7 separate regions of the Mus musculus genome follow, and regions 1, 2, 4, 5, 6 and 7 are each linked to region 3. Evidence: chromatin contacts called from public Hi-C, HiChIP or PLAC-seq and promoter capture Hi-C data. All regions are on one chromosome and are shown on one strand. Each heading gives the region's core, a stretch centred on a gene start, on an enhancer-like site or on the middle of the called end of the contact. The rest is flanking DNA. Distances are from core to core; before and after follow the strand shown.

The links. Promoter capture Hi-C pulls out the DNA fragments that hold promoters and counts their contacts. A called contact is a pair of places that touch in the nucleus more often than the background predicts. HiChIP or PLAC-seq counts read pairs in DNA pulled down with a chosen protein or histone mark.
Region 1: a contact with region 3 is called in an H3K4me3 HiChIP or PLAC-seq map of bone marrow-derived macrophages, with 4 times the contacts expected there. The contact joins the enhancer-like site here to the promoter of Cpped1 in region 3. A contact is called at or near these places in 7 of 39 promoter capture datasets (the 3T3-L1 cell line, 3T3-L1-derived adipocytes, the C10 cell line and 4 more), 1 of 15 datasets of contacts at CTCF or cohesin (the NIH/3T3 cell line), 6 of 115 datasets of contacts at active chromatin or transcription factors (T-cell acute lymphoblastic leukemia, astrocytes, bone marrow-derived macrophages and 2 more) and 3 of 9 other capture datasets (adipose tissue, embryonic stem cells and liver).
Region 2: a contact with region 3 is called in an H3K27ac HiChIP or PLAC-seq map of embryonic stem cells, with 2.4 times the contacts expected there. The contact joins the enhancer-like site here to the promoter of Cpped1 in region 3. A contact is called at or near these places in 14 of 39 promoter capture datasets (the 3T3-L1 cell line, the C10 cell line, the HPC-7 cell line and 8 more), 7 of 115 datasets of contacts at active chromatin or transcription factors (the 230-238 cell line, astrocytes, bone marrow-derived macrophages and 3 more) and 2 of 9 other capture datasets (embryonic stem cells and liver).
Region 4: a contact with region 3 is called in a promoter capture Hi-C map of pre-B cells, with 2.9 times the contacts expected there. The contact joins the enhancer-like site here to the promoter of Cpped1 in region 3. A contact is called at or near these places in 15 of 39 promoter capture datasets (the 3T3-L1 cell line, 3T3-L1-derived adipocytes, the C10 cell line and 7 more), 4 of 15 datasets of contacts at CTCF or cohesin (CD8 T cells, the NIH/3T3 cell line and large pre-B cells), 2 of 484 Hi-C or Micro-C datasets (CD4 T cells and pre-B cells), 16 of 115 datasets of contacts at active chromatin or transcription factors (the NIH/3T3 cell line, T-cell acute lymphoblastic leukemia, astrocytes and 11 more) and 3 of 9 other capture datasets (adipose tissue, embryonic stem cells and liver).
Region 5: a contact with region 3 is called in an H3K4me3 HiChIP or PLAC-seq map of bone marrow-derived macrophages, with 3 times the contacts expected there. The contact joins the enhancer-like site here to the promoter of Cpped1 in region 3. A contact is called at or near these places in 5 of 39 promoter capture datasets (the 3T3-L1 cell line, the C10 cell line, hippocampal neurons and 1 more), 1 of 15 datasets of contacts at CTCF or cohesin (the NIH/3T3 cell line), 1 of 484 Hi-C or Micro-C datasets (reprogramming fibroblasts), 4 of 115 datasets of contacts at active chromatin or transcription factors (astrocytes, bone marrow-derived macrophages, embryonic stem cells and 1 more) and 1 of 9 other capture datasets (adipose tissue).
Region 6: an H3K4me3 HiChIP or PLAC-seq map of bone marrow-derived macrophages shows a contact between it and region 3, with 6 times the contacts expected there. The contact joins the enhancer-like site here to the promoter of Cpped1 in region 3. A contact is called at or near these places in 5 of 39 promoter capture datasets (3T3-L1-derived adipocytes, embryonic stem cells, pre-B cells and 1 more), 1 of 484 Hi-C or Micro-C datasets (the HL-1 cell line), 7 of 115 datasets of contacts at active chromatin or transcription factors (astrocytes, bone marrow-derived macrophages, embryonic stem cells and 2 more) and 3 of 9 other capture datasets (adipose tissue, embryonic stem cells and liver).
Region 7: a Hi-C map of CD8 T cells shows a contact between it and region 3, with 4 times the contacts expected there. The contact joins the enhancer-like site here to the promoter of Cpped1 in region 3. A contact is called at or near these places in 20 of 39 promoter capture datasets (the 3T3-L1 cell line, 3T3-L1-derived adipocytes, the C10 cell line and 10 more), 10 of 484 Hi-C or Micro-C datasets (B cells, the C10 cell line, CD4 T cells and 7 more), 11 of 115 datasets of contacts at active chromatin or transcription factors (astrocytes, bone marrow-derived macrophages, cardiomyocytes and 6 more) and 2 of 9 other capture datasets (adipose tissue and embryonic stem cells).

What each region holds. Positions count from the first base shown.
Region 1 is chr16:11,549,178-11,551,877 of GRCm38.p6, forward strand. The region is part of intron 14 of Snx29 (sorting nexin 29); the gene reads left to right. Among named protein-coding and RNA genes, the nearest start is that of Gm32100, 33 kb to the right of the region's middle. Within about 2 kb of position 1,419, at least 12 of the 459 cell types and tissues checked have an H3K27ac peak or open chromatin away from gene starts, as enhancers often do. A contact at or near this core is called in bone marrow-derived macrophages, hippocampal neurons and microglia, where this site is marked.
Region 2 is chr16:11,525,317-11,528,016 of GRCm38.p6, forward strand. All of the region lies in intron 14 of Snx29 (sorting nexin 29), which reads left to right. Among named protein-coding and RNA genes, the nearest start is that of Gm32100, 57 kb to the right of the region's middle. Within about 2 kb of position 1,360, at least 99 of the 459 cell types and tissues checked have an H3K27ac peak or open chromatin away from gene starts, as enhancers often do. A contact at or near this core is called in the HPC-7 cell line, embryonic stem cells, hippocampal neurons and 1 more, where this site is marked.
Region 3 is chr16:11,908,044-11,910,743 of GRCm38.p6, forward strand. It overlaps Cpped1 (calcineurin-like phosphoesterase domain containing 1), which reads right to left and starts at 1,380. Exons shown (of 4, transcript NM_146067.3): 1 at 1,223-1,380. The coding sequence starts at 1,292. All of the region lies in intron 2 of Gm9961 (predicted gene 9961), which reads left to right.
Region 4 is chr16:11,575,767-11,578,737 of GRCm38.p6, forward strand. The region is part of intron 15 of Snx29 (sorting nexin 29); the gene reads left to right. Among named protein-coding and RNA genes, the nearest start is that of Gm32100, 6.5 kb to the right of the region's middle. Within about 2 kb of position 1,540, at least 44 of the 459 cell types and tissues checked have an H3K27ac peak or open chromatin away from gene starts, as enhancers often do. A contact at or near this core is called in CD8 T cells, T-cell acute lymphoblastic leukemia, memory CD8 T cells and 1 more, where this site is marked.
Region 5 is chr16:11,602,434-11,605,223 of GRCm38.p6, forward strand. The region is part of intron 15 of Snx29 (sorting nexin 29); the gene reads left to right. Among named protein-coding and RNA genes, the nearest start is that of Gm32100, 20 kb to the left of the region's middle. Within about 2 kb of position 1,443, at least 37 of the 459 cell types and tissues checked have an H3K27ac peak or open chromatin away from gene starts, as enhancers often do. A contact at or near this core is called in bone marrow-derived macrophages, where this site is marked.
Region 6 is chr16:11,491,132-11,493,932 of GRCm38.p6, forward strand. The region is part of intron 13 of Snx29 (sorting nexin 29); the gene reads left to right. Among named protein-coding and RNA genes, the nearest start is that of Gm32100, 91 kb to the right of the region's middle. Within about 2 kb of position 1,385, at least 3 of the 459 cell types and tissues checked have an H3K27ac peak or open chromatin away from gene starts, as enhancers often do. A contact at or near this core is called in bone marrow-derived macrophages, where this site is marked.
Region 7 is chr16:11,424,164-11,426,975 of GRCm38.p6, forward strand. All of the region lies in intron 11 of Snx29 (sorting nexin 29), which reads left to right. Among named protein-coding and RNA genes, the nearest start is that of Snx29, 100 kb to the left of the region's middle. Within about 2 kb of position 1,383, at least 37 of the 459 cell types and tissues checked have an H3K27ac peak or open chromatin away from gene starts, as enhancers often do. A contact at or near this core is called in CD8 T cells, Th1 cells, intestinal villus epithelium and 1 more, where this site is marked.

The DNA.
Region 1 (2,700 bases), core at 169-2,668, 360 kb before region 3:
TTTTATATCTTTTTATTTATGATACCATTTCTGTGCCTCTCTTGTGGCAAATATCTTTATCCTTAATTTTTCTGTGCAATTTTTAAACTAAGATCAGTTTTTTACTTTGCCTAATCAAATCTTGACTTTTTTGTGATTTATTCCATTTTCAGTATTTGTGAGTCCCTGCTTGCTTTTTTTAATGTCAAATTTTCATATTTTCTACATGACTTTTAAAATTAGATCAGATTTGAAAGATTAATCAGTATTTAATTGCAATTTTATAAACTACCTGAGTCCTTAAGAGAAATTTGATAGTTATTAAGCATAAGTGCTTGTCTGTCTGATCTATAGAATTCATTATTATAAACAAAACAAGACACTTGGCTTAATCTGGAGTAGAGAAGCCCTGCAAACAGCTCATATAATTTATATGAAAGGAGTATTTCATGATATAATATTTGATAAAATGTTTATCCAGATCACAAGGTGGATGACCAGGGTGCTGGTATTACAAGGATCCTGTCTGTCTTTGGATCTGTCTGTCTGTTTTAATTTTTCATGTTTGTCTTCATTTCTTTCTCCTTTTTTTTTTTTTTTTTTTTTTTTTTTTTGGTTTTTCTAGACAGGGTTTCTCTGTATAGTCCTGGCTGCCTGCTGTCCTGGAACTCACTCTGTAGACCAGGCTGGCCTCAAAAGAAAATTTGCCTGCCTCTGCCTCCCGAGTGCGGGGATCAAAGGCGTGCGCCACCACTGCCCGGCTTTCTCTCTCCTTCTACGTTGGCTGTTACTAATGAGTCTGCTTCCCTTCCTTAATTCAAATCCACGGTGGAAGAGGGAGGCTTCCTAACCAGTGTCAGTCCTGAAGTGTATGAGTTATAGGATGGCTCCACCTCTAGCTCACTTGGGAATCCGTAGCCCTGTTAGCCCTCATCTGTCAGGCCTTATTACATGTCTTCCCTGGAGCTGGGCTCACTTGGTTGTGGGAGAGTCAGTGATGTGACAAAACTGGGGACAAATGTTCCGGACAACAGTTAGATGGTTTCCTAAAAGCTCTGTAGCAGGAGAGTGGCTTGTGAGTGGTGGAGGAGGTGGAGGAAGCTGTCAGAGCTTTGGAAGCACCATCACTGCTGATCTCGGGTATTGCCGGTGTTGGTGTTGGTAGTGTGTACCTGACTTTTACCCTGGAAATGACCTCTCGCCTTCAGTGGTTACAGAGAGTTAGTCGACTAACCCCCTCAGGGGAGAGCATGGGTTCCAGGAGTTGTGTTATATCTGATTTTACTGGCTTTTGTTATTACTAGTGAGTCCAAACCAAACCTGGCTCAGCAGAAAATGAGGGCATTCTTCCCTTTTGATCGCCTCTGCACCAGCTGATCTTCTCACTCAGGGAGGAAGCAGACAGACATTAGTGTGTCAGTGTGACTGTGTGGGTGTCAGCTAAAAGCACCAAGAGAGGAGAAGCAGACTTGAGCAAGGCACACATGGATGCATATGCATGTAGAGGCCTACGGTGGATGGTGGGAACCATCTTTGATTGCTCTTCTACCTCAGGCACTGAGGCAGGGTCTGATTTGAATGCTTATAGTCTAGTCTTAGTAGCCAGCTTGCTCTGGGGACCCCCTACCACAGCTTTGTCTTCTAAGGCTGGTAGATTTAATGAAAAGAGTGTATCAAATAGTTATATTAACCTCCATATTTATTTCCTTGTTTGTTGGTGTTTTCTAGTTTGAGTGGTACTCTATATTTCTGAGAAAGGCTTTGCCAAGCTTAGAGTAAATGGCCATGTGATTAGGGCTTAGTGGGCTGAAGAGAAAGTTCATGGGCTAGGGAGGTAGCTCAGACATTAAGTTACAAAGGAAATCTTTCCGTGCTGTTGTGAGGTCCATAGGAAACCCAGTTGGCATGTGTATGTCCTAGTAGTGCAGAATCAGGCAGGCAAGTCCTTGGAGCTCACTCCAGCCACCCTAGCATACTTGGTAAGCTGTTTGGAAAAATCTTGTCTTTAAAAAAAAAAAAAGCAGCTAAGATGCCTGAGAAATGATAGCTAAGGTTGTTCTTCATATGCAGGTGCATATATGCACACAGCTCCCAGACACCCCTATACAAAGAAAATATATACATGCTTCTGATATGCTCAGGGATGCTAGTGCCCTACTTGAGTCCTTTACTTTGGCCAGACACATGTAGGGCATTAGACTAGATTGATAGCTATAGGGTTTAGTTATACTCGATCTCTTTAGAAGAGTCCACAGACTTGATTAAGGCCTGATTCTGGCTTTCCCAGAACCTGAGTGGGTTTATTTGATATCCATCACAGCAGGGTGCTTCTCTGTGAAACAGGAGAACCACTTTCCAGGTGTGCTGAAGAGTCAGGTGGGTTATGTAGGACACTATTAAGACTTTGTCACTGGGCAAGCCTGTTTCCAAGTCCACTGTTCTAGTAGGGTTCTCTATAGGATGAATGGTGAAAATCACTAATAGAACATTCTGGGGAACCCCTTTGGAAGATTCCAATTAGCAGGGGCTGGTTTGCTCACCAGCAGAACAGTTGGCTTTGAAGTCAACCTCAGGTGAAGTGGATAATGGGTATTTAATAACTATATTCTTTAAAAACCACACGTTGGGCTGAGGAGACAGCTTAATGGGTAAAATGTTTTCTGCGTAAGCATGAAGACCTGAGTTCAGATCCTCAGATCCCATGGAAAGCCAGGTGCTGTA
Region 2 (2,700 bases), core at 110-2,609, 380 kb before region 3:
ACAGAGGGTCACAGGCTGGGGTCACACAACTTTAAACTACTCTTTATCTTTTGTTGGCTTGGTTTTTGGAAGACAGCATAAAATTTATCTTCTTGGATTCTCAGTTATTATTTTTCCCCTTTCCCCACATGAGTATGAATTATAGAGGGCTGTTTTTTGGGATTTGACTCTATCACAAGAGAACTAGCTTCAGTGGGAGCAGTCCTGAGGTAGCTTGTGTCCCATTCTCTTTTTTGTGTAATTGAATATTTTATCAGGTTTTGAACAGCAATATAATGATCCCTAGTCACCCATCTCTTCTAGTTCTCTAAGTAACCAGAAATGAATGATACATATGAATGTACACAGACAGACCTTAGGCTCTCTGATACGTGTACCTGCTCTACATTTTTCTCTCCAAATGTGATTCGAGCATACTGGGTTGGCTTGGGAACAAGCTGCCTTGTTTGTAAACCCAGTTTTTAAAAAAAATTCTGTATATTTCCTTGGCTGTATGTTTGTGCAGCACATGCTTGCATATGTGTTTGTGCAGAGGGTATTAGATTACGTGGCACTGGAGTTTATAGGCTGTGAGCTGCTATCTGGGTGCTGGGATTTGAACTGTAGATCTAGTTCTATTGTGACATGCCCACACCTATTTGTTAGTATCACTGATGGCTGCTTTCATGAGGCAGTTGTATAGCTAGATAGTTCCAGCAGAGACAGGAAGGGGGTGTCCTCTAAAATACACACTAAAATAGTTATCAGCTGACCTTTGGAGGAATTGGAGGTCCCAGACCTGCCTTGTCTTTTCCAGGTAACACTGTCACTTAATAGAACTTTTCTGGGTCATCCTTTCGGTATCAGAATATTGGAATCACCATGGGTGTGCTGTCTGCTCACAAATCATTCTCTGCATGTATAGGCTGGCAGGTGGGGGCGGGGGTGAGCACAAAGACCTCAGTGCCTCCGATAGGGACAGATGGCAGCCCTGGAAGTCAGTGTCATCTAGATCTAGATCTTGACTATCCCTCCAGCAGCATTCAAGCACATTCCCACCCCAGCAGCCAGCCTGCAGTCCGCTTCCTGGGCTTTAGCCCAGCCTAGACAGGAGACCTGTGATCCTGCTGTTAGAAAGGTCTGTGAGGCCTGCCGCTTTACTCTAACTTCCCTCGCCTTTAGCAGACAGTTGAAACCAGCTATGGCTGGATCTGGGTGCTCAGGGTATTTACCAGCAGAGCCAGCACTGTGTGCATTCATTCTGTTTCCAGACCAGGGTGTTTCCTGTTTTGGCAGAGGAAGCGGGTTGGGCAGGTACACTAGAATGGAGGCCGAGGGGCTCAGGGCTTGCATCTTGGGTGTGGGCAGCAGGAGCAGGGCTGAGCTGAGCTGGAGAGATAGGCAGGGCCAGAAGAAACCTCCAACCCAACCTCCACATTACTTCCTCCCCACTGTCACTCAACCTTGGGTTTCCGAGCTCGTCAGACTCTGCCTTTAAAGGGAGAGTGACTTTTAGGCACCTAAAATATTTTTCTTTTCTTTTCTTTTTTTCCTTCTTTTTTTTCTCTCTCTTTTTTTGAAATTTCTGACATTGTTTGAATTTAATGATTCATATTACGAATTATTCATGAAAATGATCTTTTAAGCTTCTTATAATAGCTGAAATTATCCTTCATTAGATACTGACAGTTCCTGTGATGGGTGTAATTATAAAAAATATTCTTAGGCTAGCTATATTCTGCAGTGTTAAAATTACGCAAATGAGCAAGGGACAGGAATAGAAGCTGAGTAGGATGGTCAGATTTCATGGGATAAGGGGGAGGGCACCGCAGGCTTTCTAAAAATGAATAAACATGTGCTTGGGTGTCCAGCGAGCATGCCTCCCGCACAGTCTGCCTTGCTGCTCAGCCGCACCTCCCTGGCACGGGAGCAGAGGCATGCCAGTGACGGGCTTGTGTGCTACGCTTGCCCACCCATGAATCGTGGGATGGAGAAGGTTCTTTTTCTCTCCCCTTTTAGCTCTGTTCACTCAGCATTTTCTGCAAGGCGCACTGTAGTAATCCTAGGTACTTGAAGAGAGTAGCAGTTTGCTGCTAACAGATAGTACAGGGAAGGGAGGAATGGAGCAGGAAGTAGGGCCCTGGGGCTGGGACAGTCACCTGGGTGACAGAACCTCATCATGCTTATAGCACAGGACAGCCAGGGCATGCGTTCCCAGCTCATGGAGACCACCTGGTTTTGGGGGTTTGAGCTCGGTACTTTCTCTAAGGTTCTATATATCTGGCTGTCCTTGAACTTATGACTCTCTTGTCTCGGTCTCCTGGTTATTCGGATTATAGACATGCCTACTCTGCCTGACTTAGATTCTCATTTTTGATTTTCTGTGCTGGAGGCAGACATCAGGACCACATGGCACTCCCCAGCTGTAGACAAGCACTCACCACTGGCCACATCCCCAGCCATCTTCACTTATTATGAGACAAGTTTCACAAAGTCATCTAGGTTGTTCAAAGACTTGCTGTATAGCGCAGGCTGTTTTTGAACTTGAAGTCATTCCTCATCTTCCTGAGTAGCTTGGATGACAAGTCTGTACCGCCATGCCTGGACTTCTCTCGGTATCATGGAGGATGAGTAGAAGGAGGCTGACTCAGTTTATTGTATCCATGTCTTCACACCCCATGCTGTGCTTCTCAAAGCCTCTGAGAGGCGAGCTGGTTACTG
Region 3 (2,700 bases), core at 130-2,629:
GCACTGTGGCAAAGAGAAATCTGGAGAAGCAAAGACAAGAAAGACACCAAGTTGGTAAAACTCAGCACATCCATTAACAAAACATACAGCACGAATGCGCAATCAATGGGATACTGTTCAGAAGGAAGGAAGGAAGGAGAACTACTTAGAATAGGAGGCATCTCAAAAACATGTAGGCTGGGAAAACAAACAAACAAAAACCTAAGACACATTAAAATCTGTAGAAAATGGCAACACTGCAGACTGGACTTTCCCCAGTCCACCATCAGTGGATTTTTGGCTGTGCGCACCTGTGCAGAACCTTGAACTGCAAGGAGGGGAAAAGAAACAAAGGCCTAGCAGAGAACTGTAGGATTGATCTTCTTTGGCTAGCTAGGCAGAGGTAAGTCTGAGGAAATGAACCTGAAAATAGGATGTGAAGGCTGAGAAGGTGCCAGACTTCCAAGTCCCACCAGGTGAGCAGAGGAGAGCAGGTGCCAAGGCCCTCCGGGTTTGGAACGGGCCTGATTCTTTTTTCAGAGCAGTTCAGGCAAATTAGAGGCTGGATAACAAGGCGAGCGTTCCTGTGATTCTAAGCCAAGTGCCAGAGAAGAATCAACCCCAAAGATCCAAAGGAAACACAGGGAAACAGGAACCAATCCGGTATCCTCTGAGTTGCTGGGGCCTATCATTTGCTTAACACCCAGCATGTGTTCCACACCCAAGGTTACAGAAATAGTCTGATGTGTTAACAACGCTCCCTTTGAGGCAAGACTGGGTCAGATTATCTAAGCCCAACTTCCAAGAACGCTACCTGGACCAGAATGCCTTCCCTTTCTACGGTTACAGTAAGCAACTGGATATAAAAACACTCTCACTACAATTGACAGCCCCTGACACACACAGCGCTTGTCAGCTGCCCCGCAGAAGCTTGCCAAGGAAGAGAGAAGACAGGCCCCGTAGCAGAGCCCAAGCAGTCATTCACTTCTCTGCCACCTCCGCCCCGCTTCTGTTTAGTTTGTTTGCTTTATTTTTTAAGTTTGTGGTTTGCAAGGTCAAGTCAAGGCCAGCGAAGCACCCAACACTGCGAGGGAGGAACAACTCCGACAACGGTCCCCGGTGCTGTGTGCAACCCACGAAGGGATCCGGATAGAAGTGAGCGCCCGCGACCGGAAGGTTCCCCTCGCGGAAGGTTCTGCAGCTCTGGAGTGCCCCCCTTCCCAGGCGAAGAGCCAAGCAGTACCTGAGGAAAACGCGTCCAGGGTCCTGCCCCGGGCTCTGTGGAAAACATCCGCCGCCTCCATAGCGGACATGGCGAGCGACTGGCCTTGCCTGGGCACGTTCTGTGAGAGGAGGGAGCGACTCCACACCACCCGGCAGCCCCGCCTGGAACAGCTTCTGGAACCTGCCCTCCAGGAGGGCCGGGCGGGGCGGGGCCGCTCTGGGTGCTGCTAGTACTGCCTGGGCAGAACACGGAGATTGCCACCCCTAGTGGGATCCTCCCGGGGTCAGGATCCAACTTTCACTGGAACAGACTGGGGGTTGAGGCTTTGAGGCCTGGAGTTGTCTTATGTAACACGCATCGGGCCGCTTCATAATTTGGGATTTCAGGTTAACAAGAATAGGAAAAAACAAAACAAAAACAAACAAACAAAAAAACCCAACAAAACCCACGTTTAGCTTAAATATATCTCATGCAGTATTTGGGAGATACTTAAGCAGTTATTTTTAAAATATTGTTTATCTGAAATTCCATTTCAATTTGATGTCCTAAGTTTTATGTTGCAACCCTTCCAAACTGCCCACCATAATCTCAAGAGTCTTTAAGGCATCTTGACTGCCTGGACATTGCCACTGTCATTCTGTCACTGTTGTTGCTGGGTAACAGGCATTGCCCGAAGTACTTTGTGTTTTGCTTGTTACCTCATTGACTGCACTTGTCAGATGGGGAAACTGACACTCAGAGAGAGACACAACTCCTGAAAGCTAAGAGCTGCAGGTGAGCAAGACAAAATCTATCCAACTCAAAAGCCGTTACACTGGACTACAACCCTCACACTTGGTAGCAATCCAGATTTCGAGGTGGAAAATGTTAAATTCAGATCTCCAAAAAGAGGATACATTTATTAAGCACTACAGGGGAATTCCTAGGATCTGCCAAGTTGCTAAATTTTCTTCTCAACAAGTGTAAGCCTGAAATGTTCGTATGGTTAACAGAGCTAGGATGATGTCCCATGACCTTGAACTAGAGTCAGATATAAGTCCTAGCAATTTAGGACAGAAATACAAATGAGCTTGTGTCTCAGCTACTTGGGTTTATCCTAATACTACCACTTACTTTAGGTATGATCTTAAAAATTAGTTGCTCTGCACCTCAGTTTTCCTACCTGTCAAATGAGAACAATAACAATACCTAGGGTTATTGGGTTGGTGAGAAAGTTAGATGATGTTGTAATTTGCACATAAGATGTCTCCCGTAGGCTCATGTTGGAAGTTGTCCCCAGCTAGTTGTGAACGAAAGAAAAAGAAATAAAAAGGAAGGGAAAGGATATGAATTCCCCCTAGGTGTGGTGGAGGAGAAAGCTTATCTGTGGGAGAGTGTAGCCAAAAGCTGAGACATCTGTGAAAATCTAATACTGGGCAAGGGGAAGGGGTAAGGAGAAGGAGGGAAGAAAAGAACCAGGTGCAGCAGCCAGGAGGCCAAAGGTACAAAAAGGCTGG
Region 4 (2,971 bases), core at 290-2,789, 330 kb before region 3:
GGCTGGAGTTATCACAGAGAAAGGAGCTTCAGTTGGGGAAATGCCTCCATGAGATCCAGCTTCGAGGCATTTTCTCAATTAGTGATCAAGGGGGAGAGGGCCCATTGTGGGTGGTGCCATCTCTGTGCTGGTAGTCTTGGCTCTATAAGAGAGCAGGCTGAGCAAGCCAAGGGAAGCAAGCCAAAGAACATCCTGCTATGGTTTCTGCATCAGCTCCTGCTTCCTGACCTGCTTGAGTTCCAGTCGTGATTTCCTTCAGTGATAAACAGCAATGTGGAAGTGTAAGCCGAATAAACCCTTTCCTCCCCAACTTGCTTCTTGGTCATGATGTTTTGTCCAGGAATAGAAACTAAGACAGGAGGGAAGGCCTGTGTTAAACATGGGCAGTACCCTTCTATGACCTGGATTGAATGAAAAGGAGAAAGTAAGCTATACACCAGCCTCATCTTTCTTTCCTGACACACACACATGCTGTCTCAGGTTCCTGCATGGCTTCCCTGTCATGATGGGCTGTGAGCCGTGAGCTAAAAACAAATCCTTCCTTCCTTAAGTTGCCCTTCCCAGGTATTTTGTCATAGGTGACAGATTTATAAAGGGAGGGCTGTGGCAGTTGTAGGGTGATCCAGCAGGAGAACACATGGGGGATGTAGCATCTGACTCTCTGGTGTGTTCTTTAGCCTATAGCTCCAGGCAGTAAGCTGAGATGTCATGCCCATGGCTTATGCCCACCAAAGAGTTACCTAAAGAAGGTCCAGTGCTCTGTGGTTACTGATCACAGCTTTGCAAAGTCAATTGGTTTGCTAGATTTCTCAGCAAGGAAGAAGCAGGAAACCATGTTACAAACCTATAACCTCTGCTTGTGCTCTGGGAACCGGAGCTCACTGAAGGAAAAGGGGTCATGTGACAGAACAGAAGGGACACTCACTGATGGCATTCTAGAGTGAGATGCGGGGGGACTTAGTACATTGTATGACAAGCAGTGGCAGCTAATGGATTCTGTGCAGCATTAGTGTTTGAGATGGGCCTAGAGGAGGATGAGGAGGGGGAGGGATGACATTGCAATGCCTAGCTCTAGAAGAAGGTGACAATCTGTCTAACAGATATTTTGTGTTATTTTATGCTCCAGTGACCTGGAGCTCCTTGGGGTTAATGTGGACAGAGCTTTTCTGGCCATGAGTCTGTTAAGTACCTCAGCTTCAGCATGCAGTTGGTGCTCCATAAACACATACCAACAACAGTCTACTAAGTGAATTTAGGTACCCTGTGAAATATGTGTAGGGTGTTAAATGTGGAGCCCCAGATTAGGCTGATAGAGAAGTCCCAAATGTGGCCTCTGATGGCAGGGATTAGATGTCTAATAGGAGCGCATGGCTCAGGAGAGAGCACTTGCCTGGTGTGGTTGAAGCCCCAGGTTCAATCCCCAGCATGACAAATAAAAAGCAAAAAGAAAGACAAAAGACTTCAGCTCTGTAGAGGAGGTAGGCTCTCTTTTGATGCTCAGGGTTGAGGGAAGCTAAGCTTAGGGCCCAGAGCAGCAGGCTCTTACACAGCTTTATGAGCACTGTCTTAGCAGCCAGCCTGTGCCTCCTCTTCTGTCCTGTCTTCTGGCCTTCCATGCCCATGAGCCTTTGATAGAGCTGGCAGTGGTAAAGAAGAAGTCCTGATGCTCCTTCAGTGGCCTTTACTCCTCTAGATGGAGTTCTGTTTTCTTCACTGCATAGTGGCTTTAGTGGCAAAGCCATCAAATTTCTTAGATGTAGAGAGAGCAGGCATTCATTATCCCAAGACCAGGCCAAAGATTAAGGAGGTGGTGATCCTGGGGAGGCTTCAGGGAAGAGTCATGCACTGTCTGGAGCAAGGCTTTAAGGCAGCTCAGCAGAGGTTAGCACCTCACTACAGCTGTTTTGCATGGCTCCTCCCTCCTCCTTTGGACTTCCAGTAACCGTGCTCACAATTTTCTTTGTAAACCTTCCCCTCTCTCTTGAAGATCTGAAACTTCAGATTTTTTTTCTCACTAGAGGTTTTGAAGTTCAAAGACATTGGATACATCTAAGACTCTTACTTCTTTCTCTCTTTTAAGTAATTCCTGTGGTTTCACCGAATCTCCCTAGAGTTGGCCAGTCCATTTTGGCTTCCAGGAAATGTAAGATGTGGGCAGCATTCAGATTTTGATCCTTCTTCTTCTTGACATTGAATTCTGGAGTTTGGTGGCTTGGAGGACACTTGATGCCACAAAGTCAGAGGAGTTCTGATCTACCACTTCCTGTTGGGCCTCACTAAGCCTCAGGCTCTCAGTGGAGTGTGACCAGTTGCCCTCCTTGAGCTCTACTCTGGGACTTTAGCAGAGCCTGGTTAGGGCAAGAAGAAGCTCTGTGTCCTTCTCATCGTGGCCTGTGTCTTGGTAGAGCAGAAGTTCCAAGCACTCTGCCCTCCTTTTCTTCATGGATCCTGAGGTATGCAGGAGTGCAGCCTCTGTTCAGCAGCCAGCAGCAGTGAGCACTGATTCCTCAGCTCATCTTAGTCCCTGGAGATGCTGTGCTGCTCCTGGGTTGCCAGCACTCTTCTGCTTGTAGCTCCTCATCTGAGCCATGTGCTTTCTCCTTCCTCATAGCAGATAAGGGATTCTCTTTGTCTCATTTGGGTATAATGTAATACACTTGTGATCCTAGCACCTGGGAGGCGGAGGCAGGAGGATCCTGAGTTTGAGGCCAACCTGGGTTGTATAGTTGAGACTCTGTCTAAAAAATCCAACCAGAGATGGAGGAGGCTGCTCAGATGCCTAAGTGTTGGTTTTGTCTTTGTGGCGGCCTGGAATCTGGGCCTGCCTCTGACCGGGAGTCTGGAGTACTTAGGAAGGAGTAGGCGAACTTCCACAGAGACACACTTGGAAGATGATCCAAGGCTCTTCTTTTGGACAACAGATAAAAATATTGGTAATTATAGTGGCTGATTTCAGCTCCTCAGCCCTCCA
Region 5 (2,790 bases), core at 193-2,692, 310 kb before region 3:
TGCACGCTAAAGTACATCCAGGTTCTTTGAACCAAGTCTTTGTGTTGGTTGATTTTAACCATAAACTTGCCACACCTCAAATCACCTGGGAAGTGAGTCTTAATTCTAATTTATCTAGATCAGATTGGCCTGTGGGCATGTCTTACAGGGTTGTCTTGGTTGGTTGAGGTGGAAGACCTACCCTGAATATGGGCAGCACCATTTCATGGACTGGCCCCTCAGCTGTGGAGGAGTGAGGCAAGCTAGCCAAGCATGAGCAAGCAGAGTAGGTGTATTTTCTCTCTGCTCTTGACTGTGGACATGATATGACTGGCCATCTCAGTCTCATGCCTCAGTGACTCCTTACAATAAACCCTTTCCTCTCCAAAGTTGCTTTTGGGCAGGATATTCAGCTCTACATGGCTGAAAGGGCTTTGCTTGCTCTTCTGGGTTTTCTTGTGCTAGTGCCTTGCATAATATTTGTCTAAAGCAACCTGGGACTCAGTAGAAATATTCGGTCAAGATAATTTAGGCTCTCATTTTGACCTGGTCCCACTAATGGCTTTTGCCTCTTTCAAGAATGTCACATGAATGGAGAGTGATCTGTGCTCCCTGCTCCAAGTCCTCTGCAGTAAACAGGAGCATGTGTAATTATCATCTCCTGTACATGTTGCATGCTGAATGCATCTGTCTTATTTGTGTTTTGGTCTCTGCTGGCCCATGGTTCTGCTGGCCCATAGAAGCATGTGTTAGGTCACTGAGGATGTGTTTGTAAACATATGAAATGTCCCTTTGCTTTTTACCCAGTGGTGTTGGACTTAATACATTTGTCCGAGCAATCTGTGTTTGTGTGTGTGCACACACGCGTGTGCACGCACCTGTATGCATGAGGGTTATTCATGTGCAGGTATGTACATGCCCCAGCACATACATGGAAATCAGAGGGCCACAGTTGATTCAGTTCTTGCCTTCTAGCTGTAGTTCACCCTGTCCATGTGCTTCTGAGGATCCTTCTGTCTCTGCATCTGCCCTCCCACACCACTGCTGGGATTCCAGATGTTTGTGTTACCCCACTAGGCTTCAGACCATAGTTTTAATGCTTGCATCCATACTGAGTCTAGTTCCTCATTCTTCCTTTTGACCCAAAGGCCTTTTCCTTCAGGGATCCACATGTCTTGCAGTTGTTTACTGTCACCTTGTTTGCCGCTGCCTGTATTGGGCACAGTGCTGGGAGGTGGGGGCGATACCAGGCAGTGTCTTGGTAGACGTGGGTTTTAGTGTTTTCGTCTGTGAAATGGATGGCAGAAGGACTGTTGCAGAGAGTTGTTTTGAGCATTTGATAACCTGGCAGAGGCCTGATTTCCCTGGTTATTGCAGAAAGTTCTGTAGTGTGCTGTAGCTGTGACTTGGTACCTGATACTGTGAACAGGGAATAGTGGCCCCTTGTGGCCCAGGGCAGTAACTCATCTTCAATCACCTAGCCTTGGAAGTGCCCAGGAGCAGCAAGTCTGTGGGCCAGGGTTGCAGGTGGGTACTGGGGTCACCATCTTCCAGAATATGTGGAAGCCAGGTCCCAGAGAGTTTCAGTGGTTGCTTAAGGAAGCATCCTGGCAGGTACCAGAGCCTGGTATCCTACCTCAGAACCTCGGGGTTTGCCCAGCACATAGTCCAGGAGTCTTAGAATCTGTTGCAAGCAAAAGGCTGGTAGCAGCACCCCACCCTCCAGGAAGTCACTGAAACTGTGTGGACTTGTCCACTCTCTCAGGCAATATAGTCCAGCTGACAAGAGAGCATGGGTCAGTGTCATATTCACATGGAAATGATCTTGCCACTCCAGTTCCCTAGGGGCTAAAGTCCGATATAGAACACAGCTGTTGCTTCACCCACGCTGGCCTTCTTTCCACACTACTGTGCTTCCTATTTCCTGGTCAGCCATGAGAAAATTCTAGAAACAGCAATTTCAATAAGAATTCTAAAGTAATCTTTGCAGAAACTCTACCTCCTTATAAATTAACCTTTATTATATTTGTATATTTACAGAATAAAGATAAGTTTAGTTCTATCCTGTGTTTCAGGTACCGGAAGAAAAGTTCTAGAACACACCCCCTTCCACCTTTATGGAGGGGGATTACAAGAAACTACAGTGAAATATTAGCTACTTTTCTTCTCTCTCTGTGTGTGTTTCTCTCTGTCTCTCTGTCTTTGTCTCCCTTCCCTTCCCTTCCCTTCCCTTCCCCTTCCCCTTCCCTTCCCTTTTCAAGACAAGGTTTCTCTGTGTAGCCCTGACTGCCCTAGAACTCTCTGAGTAGATCAGTTTGGATATGAACTCAGAGATCTACCTGCCTCTCTCTCCTGAGTGCTGGGTTTGAATATGTGCACCACCACCTCCTAGCCATTTGTTGCTTTTTTGCTATTGTTAATCATAGATTGCTACTATATTCACCTTAGATCAAAAAACAAAAAATAAGGGGAAGGTGGAGCTTGGGTCCTGAGAGTATGTTGTGCAAGTTTTCATGTGTGCCTGTGTGTATGTGCAGGCCTATACATGTGCTTATGCATGTCAGCTTATGGACCAGCAGGAACACCTCTGCATGAAACTTGGTCATTTCACACAGATTTTTGAGCAAATTAACATTTGGATCTAGCGGGGATTGTTCATTTAGTAGTCATGCCTGCCAGGAAAGTCATGTTAAAGCAGTTTTATGAGTAATAGCTAAAAATGTGTTACACTCTTATCTTTTTCCCTATTAAAGCGACGGTTCTAAATTCTTCTCTGTTCTGATAGTATTTGAGATCACGTCCAGAAAGTGT
Region 6 (2,801 bases), core at 135-2,634, 420 kb before region 3:
TCTGAAGGCTCCACCCCAGGTGGTCTCATTCTCAGTGGCAGCAAGGTCTGAATCAGCCTGCTCAAGGCTGGGGGAGGCTACAACAAGAAACAGGTTTTCCCCATTCACAATCGTGGGGTTCACAATGTGATCAAATATCCTACAACAGAAGATGAAAGTCTGTAAGTCAAAGAGAGAGGTTGCAGGAGGACTTTTGAATCTTGGATTTCCAGTTTTAAGATCTGTGTTTTGTTACAGCAGTGCAACTGGACTGATAGCTCATAGGTTTTTATTGGGTTTAAGTCCAAAGCCTGAATCTTGGGATAAGCCATAAACTTCCTATGCCCTGATATCCTTTTCTGCAGTACAGGGTGTGAGTATGTCCCAGGAGTTTTATATATAATATATATCATACGTAATATCATTTTCTATACACTAATACACACATTGTTTTAGTTTTAACCATGACAGGGGATTGACCACATTGGGTCTAGATCTCAAGTGTTGATGCTCAGGGTCTGTGACCAAGGCAGTAGTTGGTGGGGAACGTCTGCTGACTTTAGGATAGACTGTGTGGGGATTCATCTCAGTTTTGGTTCTTTTGGGTGTGGCCATTGCCGGCAGCTAGATGATGACAGCACAGTTTAGTTGTGAGTGGAGCTAGGCTGGGTGGCTAGTGTTTTTGTAGATGACACTTCTATCTGTGGTTGGATCCTTTCTCTCTCTGCTTCTAGGCATGATTGTCCTGTGCTCTTTCTCCTCTGTTGTGGGTCTGTGTTGGGCAGGATCTTACATAGAGACATCCATCTCAGGAGCAGCCTTCACTGGTCTTGTTCTGTTTCATCCCTAACAGCCTGCCTTATTTTGGTTCCTGGGAGGTAGTGGTGTACAGTCATTGTCATTTTATAGACAGCTTTACCAAGATGAGATCTGCCTATGTTACAAATCAGCCATCTACCATGAGGTCAATATTTTAAATCACATTTGTGGTGCTAATGCTTGATTTTTTTTCTCCCTTTCCTTCCTCCCCACCATTCTTCTTTCGTTTTTTCCTGGGGTGGAACCCACAGTCTTGCCCATGCTAGTGAATGCTATACCATGCTGGGCCACAACTCTTTTTCAGCCATTTTTCATTTAGCAGTATTTTCTAACTTCTGTACACTCAGTTTGTCATGGTATGACGAGCGTCTATCATCAGAAACCTGGAATCATGGCGGGACAGCATTGGTATAAGCATGTCGGCCCTCATTGTCAGGACAGCACTGTGTGGCCAACCTTGGTCTTCCTTTCTCGGTCAGCTGTTTTCTAGCTACTGAGCAGAGCCTCCCAGTGATTATCAAGTGTGTGTTCCAGGCTTCATCTCCCCACCATCATGGGAACTGCTGACTATATTAGTTCCTTTTCCTTGTTGCTGTGCCAAAACTCCTGACACAAGCAAGTATAGGAAGGAGGGCTTGTTTCTTGGATGTAACTACAGTGGCTGCTGATCTATGTGGACACCATGTTATCAAAGTTTGTAAATTCAGTCTAACTTGAATGGTGCTTTCTTCTCACTGTAGAGTTTGTTTGCAAACTGTGCTAAAAATGCATTTGGCTGGATAGACACACTAACTTTCTAAGTTCTTGCTGCAACTTGAGTGTTATTGTTCTGAGGACTCCTGTGTGTATGGTTTAAAGCAAATGAGTTGATAAGTTATGTTGTTATGATATCATCCTGTGAGTCCTTGTATAAGGGGAACAGAATATGCAAATGCAATATAAAAGGTTGGGCTGGTGAGGTGGCTTGGTGGGCGAAGGCACTTGCACAGTATAAGTGGCTAAGCAAACAACCTTATCGCCCTGAATTTGGTATTCTGAATCCCAAACCATCGGATATTTTAAGTAGGGGTTCCCATGTGTATATATATTCCTGTGCATGCATATCTATACAGTCTCAGAAAAACAGTCTCAAACTTGCTACTAACATGTTAATGAGTGCCTAGAGGTGCCAGTCCTTCTCACCTCAATCCAGGTGCCATCACCAGAGCACACAGCCAGTGTGTGTGTCTCTACTGCCAGCGCAGAGTGCACAGTCGCCCGGGTCTGCAGGTTTACTCTCTGGTCGCATCACTCACTGCCACACGTGTGAGGCTTTTGCTCCTTTCCAGCTCATTCTGGGTCTGCAGGGGAGGCCAGCAGCAGCCTCAGGCAGCAGCACTGAGCAGAGGGCTCTGCTGATTTCCAGTCTTTAGATCCCATTTTCTTGTATCTGAAGAGCCAGGACATTCATTTGAAGTGTTGCTGTCAGAGGAGGTTAATCTAACTCTCCTTCCTCAGAGGGCACTTGGCCCAGAATTGTTCTCTCTCTGAGGCAGGTGATTTTCTTAGAATAGATCTTGATGTTGTCCCTCATAGTCAATATTCTTAGGTTTTGCCTGGGCTCTGGGGCAGGTAGTTTGAACTGTTTGCATCCTGTGGGGCGGCCACTCCTATTGTCCTCTCGGCCGGGCGCCTGTCTCTGTGTGGTAGGTCTTCCTTGCCTGTCCTGAGCATTTGCTACTTTCTTAAGTCATTGAATCACTTCCTTCGCACCTTGCTCAGTGGAGACTGCTCCATGCCTGTGCCTTCCTGGTGACCCTTTCCTGCTGCTTCTCATTTCCCGAGTGCTTTTCTGGGCTCCTATGTTCTTCCTCAGTGTTGCACTTTCTAATTGTGGTATGCTCTGTTCTTCCATGGCTTGCATCATCTGTACCTTGTCTTTTGGCATGTCTTGAAATAGAAGCTTGCAGTTACATGGGTATACTTGGTATATTTTTATTACCTGTAGATGATCTTCCCTCCTT
Region 7 (2,812 bases), core at 133-2,632, 480 kb before region 3:
GGTTAAACGCATATATACAAGAAACATACTCAGAAGAGTTGTACCTTACAATTTGAAAAGACAGATTGGAAAAATGTATCTCAGAGTTACACGTGTTAAGTGTTCAGTAACTTGTAGGTGAGACTGTTAGCACCCTTAAAGGATTCATTTACTGATTCCAAACACAGTGTCTAGGCCTCCAAATGGGTGGACATGGTTTTTGTTTTATGATGGCATCCCTACAATTACAAGCCTCTGAAGCCCCCTTTCCTGGATGTGTACCCTTAATCCTCTCTAGACGCTTAATCTTCTCAGTTGGGGTGATTTCAACCCCAAGGGGATATGTGGCCGTGCCAGGAGACCCTGGATCTCCCTGCCTGGCATGAGAATGCCTTCGGCAAAGCCTGACTGTGGTTATACCAGGGACAACAGGCTCTTTGTGCCCAGTAAGTATCCTTGTGGTGGACAGGGGTGCTGAATAGCTGCTGGAAAGCTTAAGAAAAGAACGGACCTATTGGAAATGATGAGACTCTAGGGACTGCTCATGACTCCTGTGGGTGTTTGCTGTCTCTTCAGCTCTGTCACCCTCGCTGTGAAGTGTGAAAGGCTGAGCACCTGCAGACCAGCCCAGAGCGGGTGGTCTGAGCACGAGGCTTCCTGACGCCATCTGTCTTTCTTGAGGCTGCAAATGTAGTGGGAATCCACCCGGTGGACACTCATTGCTGTGCCCCCCACCTTTGTAACTGCTGCCTCTCTCCACTCTTGAATTAGTTTCTGTATTTGGGAGTTGAGAACTGTAATGAGCCTTTTCCCCTGTTGTTGGTGGACAGTCCTTTAGCACCAGGTTGTGCCTCTGTCCTTGCTGTCTGTCCTCCCCTCCCCGTGCAAAGACCTTGGGGTTTTGCGTCTCAGTTGTGGGTGTCGAGTGCTGGTGCCTTATTTCAACAGTCAGGTGGGGTGGCAGAGGTGATGTGCACATAGCTTCCTGTAAGGCTGTCCCCACAGTGATGGCTTTGGAGGGGAGGAGGGGAGTCTGGTCTACTTTAGAAGGGCACATACTGCTAGCTAGAAACTGTTTCTCCCTTGCTATCATTGCTTAGCCACTGATACTTACATGGCTTTTGAGTCCTGACCACTGCCTTCCTTTTCTTTCCTGGGGTTCAGAGAAAGCGGGGAGACAAGCAACTCGAGTTGCTCATTTCTTTGTCACTTCTGATGTCAGGCCATGGAGGAGAGGGCAAGAGCAATGCCCCTCGCTGCTCACTTCGATGCTCACTGCCTCACTAAGCCTCAGTCTGTTTTTCTCTTGATATCATGTGACGGGAGTCTCAGTCGAGGTGAGGCAGGCTGGCTCATTGCCTAGCAACACTATTCCAAACACTGGACGTTTGAGAAATGAAACTAAGAAGCACTATGGCACTTGGAAGCCAATGGGAGGGCTCAGCATCTAGCCCAGGGCTTGGCTGAGGGTTCAATGATGAGATCTTTTTAGGATGAACAGTGACCATTAAACAGGTCACAGTCCAAGTCCTGTGTGACTTAGTCACACAGACTGTGCCTGGATACCGCAACAGAGATTGCTAACACTGGAGACTCGCTTTTCCTTCTGAATCTTGTTTCCTGGATGACAGCGACTGTCAGAAATTGGAAGCTTCCAGATATGATATAGGCACACCTCAGTTCTTCATAATTTGTTCATCCACTCCCCAAAAGTTTACTAAATGTCTGTCACATAGTGGGCACTGTTCTAGGTATGGGAGGAAGGGTGAGGCTTATAAACTCTGTGCCTCAATTTTCCCATCACTGAAATGCACAGGATGAGGTTCCTATAGCTGCTGTGAGGACTAAGAGTCACTCAGTGCTCAGCAGCACCCTCAGCTCTTGCAGTGTGGATCCTGACCACAGAGAGGTCAAAGACTGGAAGTGAGATGTGGCCGAATGGCAACTGGACAAGGAAGGGGTCAGAAGGAGTGACACAGGAGGGAAGGGGGTTATATGGGAGTGACACAGGATAGAAGGAGTCATATGGGAGTGACATGGCTGTTTTGTCACCCGTGGGCACTAACCGCCTTCTTGTCGCTTTCAGTCATCACACCTCTCTCAGGAGTGCATCCTGAGCAGGAAATCCTAGCAGAAGCCCTGAGGTTGTGCACTGTCACCCCAGCCCAGTGCCTGAAAGCGTGAACACCTTTGATCGGGTGCTGCAGCTGATACTGACACTAACACAGACATTCCTCACCCTCGATGCCAGGAGTGGGAGGGAGGAGGGGACAGACCTGTGTGGTGGAGTCCGTAGGGTGGCCTGAGTTGGAGGGATGGAAAGCTTTGTGCATGGGTGTGGTAGGGCTAAAGAAGCCTTTGGAGAGATGGGGATACTTGCCAAGAAGAGTGGGGTAGAGAAGCAGCTTGAGAGAGGCCATTCCCAGCGGCAGTACCGTGGACACTGAGGGTGTCTACCCCTTGTCACTGTTGGGAAGCATTGAGGAAATGCTGTCAGACAGCAGCAGGCAGGGGATTTTCCCTGGAGTAGCAGCAGCATAGCCAGAGCACGGAGCCCAGTCTCACCCGACACCCTGCCGTGGCCTTCCATAGTTATGGAGAAAAAAGATGAACTGTACTTAAAACACCGATCTATACCTTTCTGGTTTCCTGGCTGTGGCAATATAAATCTAAGTATCGAGTTTCAGATCCAGCAGGAAAAAGAATCAGAACCATTTCCCCGGAGTCATGGCTGCTACTGGGTCCCAGCCAGCAATGGACTTTGTTTGAAGAGAGTATCCTGTGACACTGGTCCTTAGCATAGGAAATTGTTCTCTAGGAAAACCAAGCTTGG